Linked DNA regions of Mus musculus: region 1 is linked to region 2. Evidence: chromatin contacts called from public promoter capture Hi-C data. All regions are on one chromosome and are shown on one strand. The core of a region is the stretch at or near the end of the contact, and the rest is flanking DNA. Distances in the headings are between cores, read along the strand shown.

Region 1 (3,179 bases), core at 33-2,532, 1.2 Mb after region 2:
TGAGAGTTAATAAATCCACTTAGTGGGGACAGAAGCCAAACCAGAGACCAGCACAAAGGGTTGTTTGCTTGGAAACGTGTTAAGAGTACTCACAGAAGGTATCAGTCCCTTTGTTTCATTGTGAGTAGAAGGAAGTCACTGGTCCCAAAGCAGGGGCATGGCCTGTCCCTTCTTGCCTTGTCCCTAGCAATTATAGGTGCTGTTTCTATCTGCAAGTCTCCACAGCCTGTTGTTCTTGTCTGCAGTCCACCATCTTAGGAAGTCCTCCCTGTTACTCTTTTTAACCCCTCCTAACCATGTGTGAGGAATGACTTGATTTTCTTACAGCTTTCATTTCATGAGACTTTGTGTTGAATGCTAGCCCATAGATTAGAATACATTAGCTGCTTTGTACATTCTGTGCTGCTGTGCATTTGGAGAAAGATTTGGTGAGATACTCTCTAATGACTCAAAGTCATTAAGGATGGCTTTATACAGGGTAGTGTACTTTTTTGTCTTTTGGTTTCTACTTCTTGGGCTACAATTAGGGAAGTATCCATTTGCTTCAAAGGGTGAGATAAATGATTATTTATGCTTAGATGTATGATAAGAATCCAAGTATAAGTAGGTGTTTGAGTTATGTGATATTACTATGCTATTCTAAGGCAGGGTCTCTATAGCCCTGGCTGTCCTGGAACTCTGTAGAAAAGGCTGGCTTTGAATTCAGAGAGCTCCTGCCTGGGGTTGGAATTACAGGCATGCATGGCCACGCCCACTTCCTTATGCTGCTGTTTGCAGCACCTCTCATTTTGCAGCGTATCCTAAATCCCAAGGAGCAGCCCTGTCAGTGTGGATGCTTTAATTACTGTCCAGCCTTCTTCCCTTCTTCTGTCCCTTTTTTCAGATCAGAATCACCATGAATGAGTACCTAGCTCCTGCCAAGAACCTTTTCTTCAGTTGTAGTCAGCCAAAATTTTGCAGAATCTCTGAAATAAACGGAAAATAAAGAGCCAGATCCTGGGACACTAGTCCTTCAGCTTCTGGGAGCAGGTAGCCTTTGTCAAAGTGCGTAGTGACCACACCTGACCAGAGCTTTCGGTGGTTGGTTTTTGTTTGTTTTCCCTTGAGCTTTGGAGAAGAGATCTTTGGGACTGGCAGGCATTCCTTGAGGAGAAATGATTACTTCTGGATCTGTTTGGGTTTGAGTCCAGATATTTCTCTGATCGGGGTTAGTGGCCCTGGAGGTCTGTTGTGGGGTTTAAGTCTGGGTTTCCACATAGTTTGTTCTGCAAGCAGCTGTTAACTGATTAACTTTTATCTCTACCCATCCACCCTTCTGCCTTTGTAGTTTAGAGCCTCTCACTGGTTTTCATTATAGTCTTGTTTCTGAGAAAATATCGAATATCTGACAAAGTTCCCAAAACAGAATCGTTGTTGTGGTGTCCTGTACTCCTGCAGCTTCATGCACATCTGTGTGCTGACATTACCTGTGAGCTTTCAGTGTGGATGGCCAGAACAGAATCCTTCTGTCCTCACCTAGACATTTTCCTCCCCCAAGTCTTGCCATACAGGTTTGCTGGTCGCTCAGATCCCAAGCCCTGAGTCAGTCTTTTATTCCTGTCAGTCTTTGATTCCCCCACACACTTCAGAGTGAGTCTAAACTCTCAACTGTCTCCAGTGGCACCACTGCGATGTGAGCTGCCTTCTGTAGTAGGGCTACCCAGTGTCCTGCTAACTGGTCTCACTGTTTCTGTCCTGTCCTACACTTCTCCCCATCCCAGACTACTAAAACCCTTCATCAGTAAGTGAGTGCCTCCCTCAAGCCCAGGGCGTGGGAGGCTCAGCAAATGCTACTTTCTAAGTCTTGGTTCTCCGTCCCTTTCACTGACACTGTGCCCTCCCAGGTGTGTAGTGTGCAGCCCCCTCTACTCAGAGAACCCCTTACTGGGTAGGGGTGAGTACATGTCTTGCCCTTTGTTTCTTTCTGGTCACCTTAGTGAAACCCAGACTTTTCTACCCTGTTTGTGGTTTCTTTGTAACATGTAGCTTCACACACTACTTGATTTTGCCCGTCTGCTTTTTATTGTCTGATGCCTGAGAACAGAGCTCTGTGCTCCCTTCTTCCTTTCTCAACAGAACCAGCAGTACCTGGCACAGGGATGGGATGCAATACTTGCAATGAGTGGGTGTGTTGGCTGTTCACCTACACTTTATTCAGAAGCCCCACCTTTGTTCCTTAGTTGACTGGCAGCTGTGGTTGTGTTTGGTTTACCATCACCAGTCTTTCTACCCATAAAGGCTCAAGATTTGCCACTGTTTCTTTTTAAAGATTTATTTATTTTATGTATATGAATACACTGTAGCTGTACAGATGGTTGTGAGCCACCATGTGGTTGCTGGGATTTGAACTTAGGACCTTTGGAAGAGCAGTCAGTGCTCTTAAACACTGAGCCATCTCTCCAGCCCACCACTGTTTCAGATACCAGAATGGTTTGGTAGATTGTACAGGATCAAATTCTGGAGCTAGTGATTTATTGCCTAGTCGGAAAGTCTGGAGTCTGACTCTTTATTTCACTGTCCTTTTTTGCATGTTGTCTCTGCTGATGGTGATTTAGTCCTGGACATGATGGTGCGTGGAATGATAGTCAACTACAAGAAATGGCCCAGTTGAGGATCAAACACCAGGAAGAGCTGACCGAACTGCACAAGAAGCGTGGGGAGGTACAGAAAGCCCTTTTTTTGCAGGGCCTTCTAAGAAGAGGCAGGGAAACAATCACTGACCTGAAACTTTACAGCAATCTGGTCTAATTTGGCAATACAAACTTTCTGTAAGGCAGGGGATAGGGTGGGAGACGGGTCAGCAGGCAGCCAGGATAGGACACAACAGAGGAACCATCAAGCAACATGAGGCCTGTTAGCAGGTGGTGAGCCAAAACCAGACCACTGCTCTTAACAGCAGCATAAGAAAAATGGTGGGGAAGTCGTCCTGAAGAGAAAAAATTTACTCTGTGATCCCTCATAATTCTTCCTGATACATTCACTTTTAAGTGTGAACCCTCAGGTATCAGTGTGAGGGTGAGAGTTGTACTCGAGTGTCTGGTCTTAGATTAGAAAATGCCTTACTGTGTCTAACTGAGTCAGCCACAGTGTGGAAGCATAGACGATTTCCTCTGTACAGACCTCAAAGCCACCCAAGGTTC
Region 2 (3,098 bases), core at 372-2,871:
CATGCTAAGCTATTTCTCTTTCCTGTGGAAGGGGGGTTCTGCATCATGAGAGTGTGGATGTGGCAGCTGAGAGCTGGGTGAAGTCTAGGACATAGAGAACTGGAAAGGTACCTCCTTGGGTGCTACAGGATGTTGTTGAGTGCCATAGGTTCCACAGTAATAATAATCTCTCACTATCTCAGATTTTGGTGATTACCACTGCCCTGCATCGTATAAACAGAGTCTCCATTATTACCTGTGTGGGTAATGCTTGAAATTTTTTTCAATGCTTGCCGACTGTCATATGACCTATCCACAGTGTATCCCCTACTCTGTGCTGCTGAAAGACCTGGAGATGAGGAATCTCAGGGAACTAGAAGACCTTATCATTGAGGCTGTCTACACTGACATCATCCAGGGCAAACTGGACCAGCGAAATCAGCTCCTGGAAGTGGATTTCTGCATTGGCCGTGACATCCGGAAGAAAGATATCAATAACATTGTCAAGACCTTGCATGAGTGGTGAGGCTGGGAGATGGAGGGAGAATCTAGTAGGTCCTTTGTGCCTCTCTCTGCAGCACTGTGACTTTCAGAAGTGAGCTTGAGGAAGCCAAAGCTGGGGTCTTTGGACACTGAAACAGAGAGTGGGACTGCATTTGTGATTACAGCTGTGTGGCATTAGGAAGCTTGGAAAGATTCCTGGTGCCTGGCTTATAAAATTGATTTTAAATGCAGCTGGGCTGTTTAACAGTGGGCTATAAAATATTCATGTGGAGTTACAGGTAGAGTCTCTGCGTTCTGACTGTGCAGCACTAAATCTGCACCTTATAAACATACACCAAGAGCAGGAAGTTAGTGTTTGCCAGTGACATGTTGAGCTAGTAGTGCTAGTGAAGCATTGTGGGGAAGACAACTGTGAATAGGCCTTTGTGATCTGGAACACCGATGCATACAATATTTGACAGTCAAGGCAGCTGGGTGTGGTGGTACATTCCTGTAACCCCAATCCTAGCACTTAGGATGCCAAGGCAGAAGGATTGTGAGTTGGAGAATGTATCTCTTTATTCTCCCCTCCAATGAATAAAAGGAATTTAGTAAAAAGAACTGAGACTTTTGAGTATATTCTTATTTTAGTAGAATTGGATGCTTGCAAAAGTGATTACACGATTTATATTTGTTATGAGCTATTTATTTAAGTGATTTGGAGATTATGAAACCAGAGCATTTTTGGGAAGTGTGAGGAAGTTTTGAGGAAGAGAGCATTATTGAGAGTGGAGAGATTGTCCCCACATAGGCGTGTGGCATGTTGTATGTCACTAGGCAGAGTGGGCAGCTTTGTGCTGAGAGATAGGGAAACTTGCTTTTGTTTTTGTTTTATCAAAACAGGCCTTGTTCTCTAGCCCAGGCTTGCCTGGAACTAACTATAACTATGCATTCCAGGTTTGCCTTAAAGTCAGATTTGTCTGACTGCCTCCCAAGTGCCACCACACCCAGATGTTTTAATTTTATTATATATATAAAATAGGCATCTTGCTTACATGTATAGAAGTGCACTGTGTGTTTATCTAGTACATAGAGGTCAGAAGAGGGCGTCAGATTCCCTGGAACCGGAGTTGTGCATGATCATGAGCTAGTGTGTGGGTGTTGGAAACTGAACTTTGATCCTGTGTAAGAGCAGCAATTGTCCTAACCACTGAGTCATCTCTTCAGCCACCAGAAGAGATTCTCAGAGCTCCTATTTATATGTTACAGGTGGGCTGGAAATAGAATTATTGTCCTGAGAAGGTAAAAACATGGCAGAATGTTGGACATTTTGCATAGTAGTAAACAGTATGTGAATTTTCATTATATTGCTTTTCAAAACGTTTTTTATTTTATAAGACAAGATCTCATTTTGTAGACCTGGCTGGTATCAACCAGGCTAACCGTAAAATCAGAGGTCTGCCTGCTTCTGCCTCTGCTTCCTGAATGCTGAGATTAAAGGCATGTGTTACCAAGTGAGAAGGGAGAAGTGATTGTTAACTAGGAAATAACTTCAAATTCTAAGGAAAAAGGCAATCTCTAAAATACAACATTTATTTTTTTTTCTTTTGTAGAAAGGGATCAGTCAGTGTCACTTGTACTTTGTCCCTCTTTCAGTCTTAGTCTATAAAACTGTTTCTTATGGGCTGCGAGGACTGGAAATTAGAGCTGTAGTCCAAGAAGCTGCCCAAAAGCCTCCGCTGTGCCCTTGGCCTGTGTTACATATTTAGATGACCTTGTTGGGAAGGAGGGAGGGGACCAACACAACCACCTGGCAGCCCCCTGCTAAAGAAAGTCCTGTAAAGTGCTGGAAGGGTTTGGAGGGAGGAGACTGCCTGGGCTTCACTGCAGCTCAGGGCTGGCTTTTCCCATTGCAGGTGTGACGGCTGTGAGGCAGTTCTCTTGGGCATTGAGCAGCAGGTTCTGAGAGCCAACCAGTACAAAGAGAACCACCACCGGACTCAGCAGCAGGTGGAAGCCGAGGTAAAGAAAACCAGGGCATTTTTTCCTTTCCTTGGGGTGTGCCTAGGAATTAGTTTGCAGTGCCTTCATGTTGTCATTACTTTGGTGTGAGTATAACAAATAGCCAGTAAACACGCCTTGGGCTTAGTACTGGGATATAGGGAGTTAGCAGGGAGTGAGCAGGTTTAGAGTGTAGAATGCATACATCTGCACTGTACATATGATGTTGCAGCTACTGAGGAGAAGAAATGTTGTGCTGTGTGAGAGATGGCTAAGTGGTTACGTGGACTTACTGCTTTTACCGAGGACTTAGGTTTGGCTCTCACCACTCACACAGCAGCTCACAACCACCCAAAACTCTAGTTCTGGGTCTGCAGTGCCGCCTTCTGGCCTCCATGGGCTCTTACATGCACATGTACACAGATGTACATTCATGCACACGCACATGCACATGAATAAAATATCAAAAACTACTAAACTTTGAAATAAATGTGAGGAAGAGGCCAGGTTACCTCTGCCATACCAGTTAAAATAATACATTACCTACTGGCCTTCTAGAAGTTAGACAGACTGATGTGAACAGTGAGGGCAGGACTCAGGGCTTTGTTCATTGCCTGGAACCATGAGCTCATCTG

What was found. Capture Hi-C pulls out chosen DNA fragments and counts their contacts.
Region 1: a contact with region 2 is called in a promoter capture Hi-C map of liver, with 5 times the contacts expected there. The contact joins two enhancer-like sites. A contact is called at or near these places in 5 of 39 promoter capture datasets (the HPC-7 cell line, embryonic stem cells, hippocampal neurons and 2 more), 1 of 484 Hi-C or Micro-C datasets (cortical neurons), 2 of 115 datasets of contacts at active chromatin or transcription factors (embryonic forebrain and large pre-B cells) and 1 of 9 other capture datasets (liver).

The regions. Positions count from the first base shown.
Region 1 is chr1:87,762,744-87,765,922 of GRCm38.p6, forward strand. It overlaps Atg16l1 (autophagy related 16-like 1 (S. cerevisiae)), which reads left to right. Exons shown (of 18, transcript NM_029846.4): 3 at 2,595-2,700. Among named protein-coding and RNA genes, the nearest start is that of Atg16l1, 8.3 kb to the left of the region's middle. Within about 2 kb of position 1,283, at least 30 of the 459 cell types and tissues checked have an H3K27ac peak or open chromatin away from gene starts, as enhancers often do. A contact at or near this core is called in liver, where this site is marked.
Region 2 is chr1:86,598,705-86,601,802 of GRCm38.p6, forward strand. Cops7b (COP9 signalosome subunit 7B) reads left to right here. Exons shown (of 8, transcript NM_172974.3): 6 at 299-501; 7 at 2,379-2,484. Among named protein-coding and RNA genes, the nearest start is that of Cops7b, 17 kb to the left of the region's middle. Within about 2 kb of position 1,622, at least 17 of the 459 cell types and tissues checked have an H3K27ac peak or open chromatin away from gene starts, as enhancers often do. A contact at or near this core is called in liver, where this site is marked.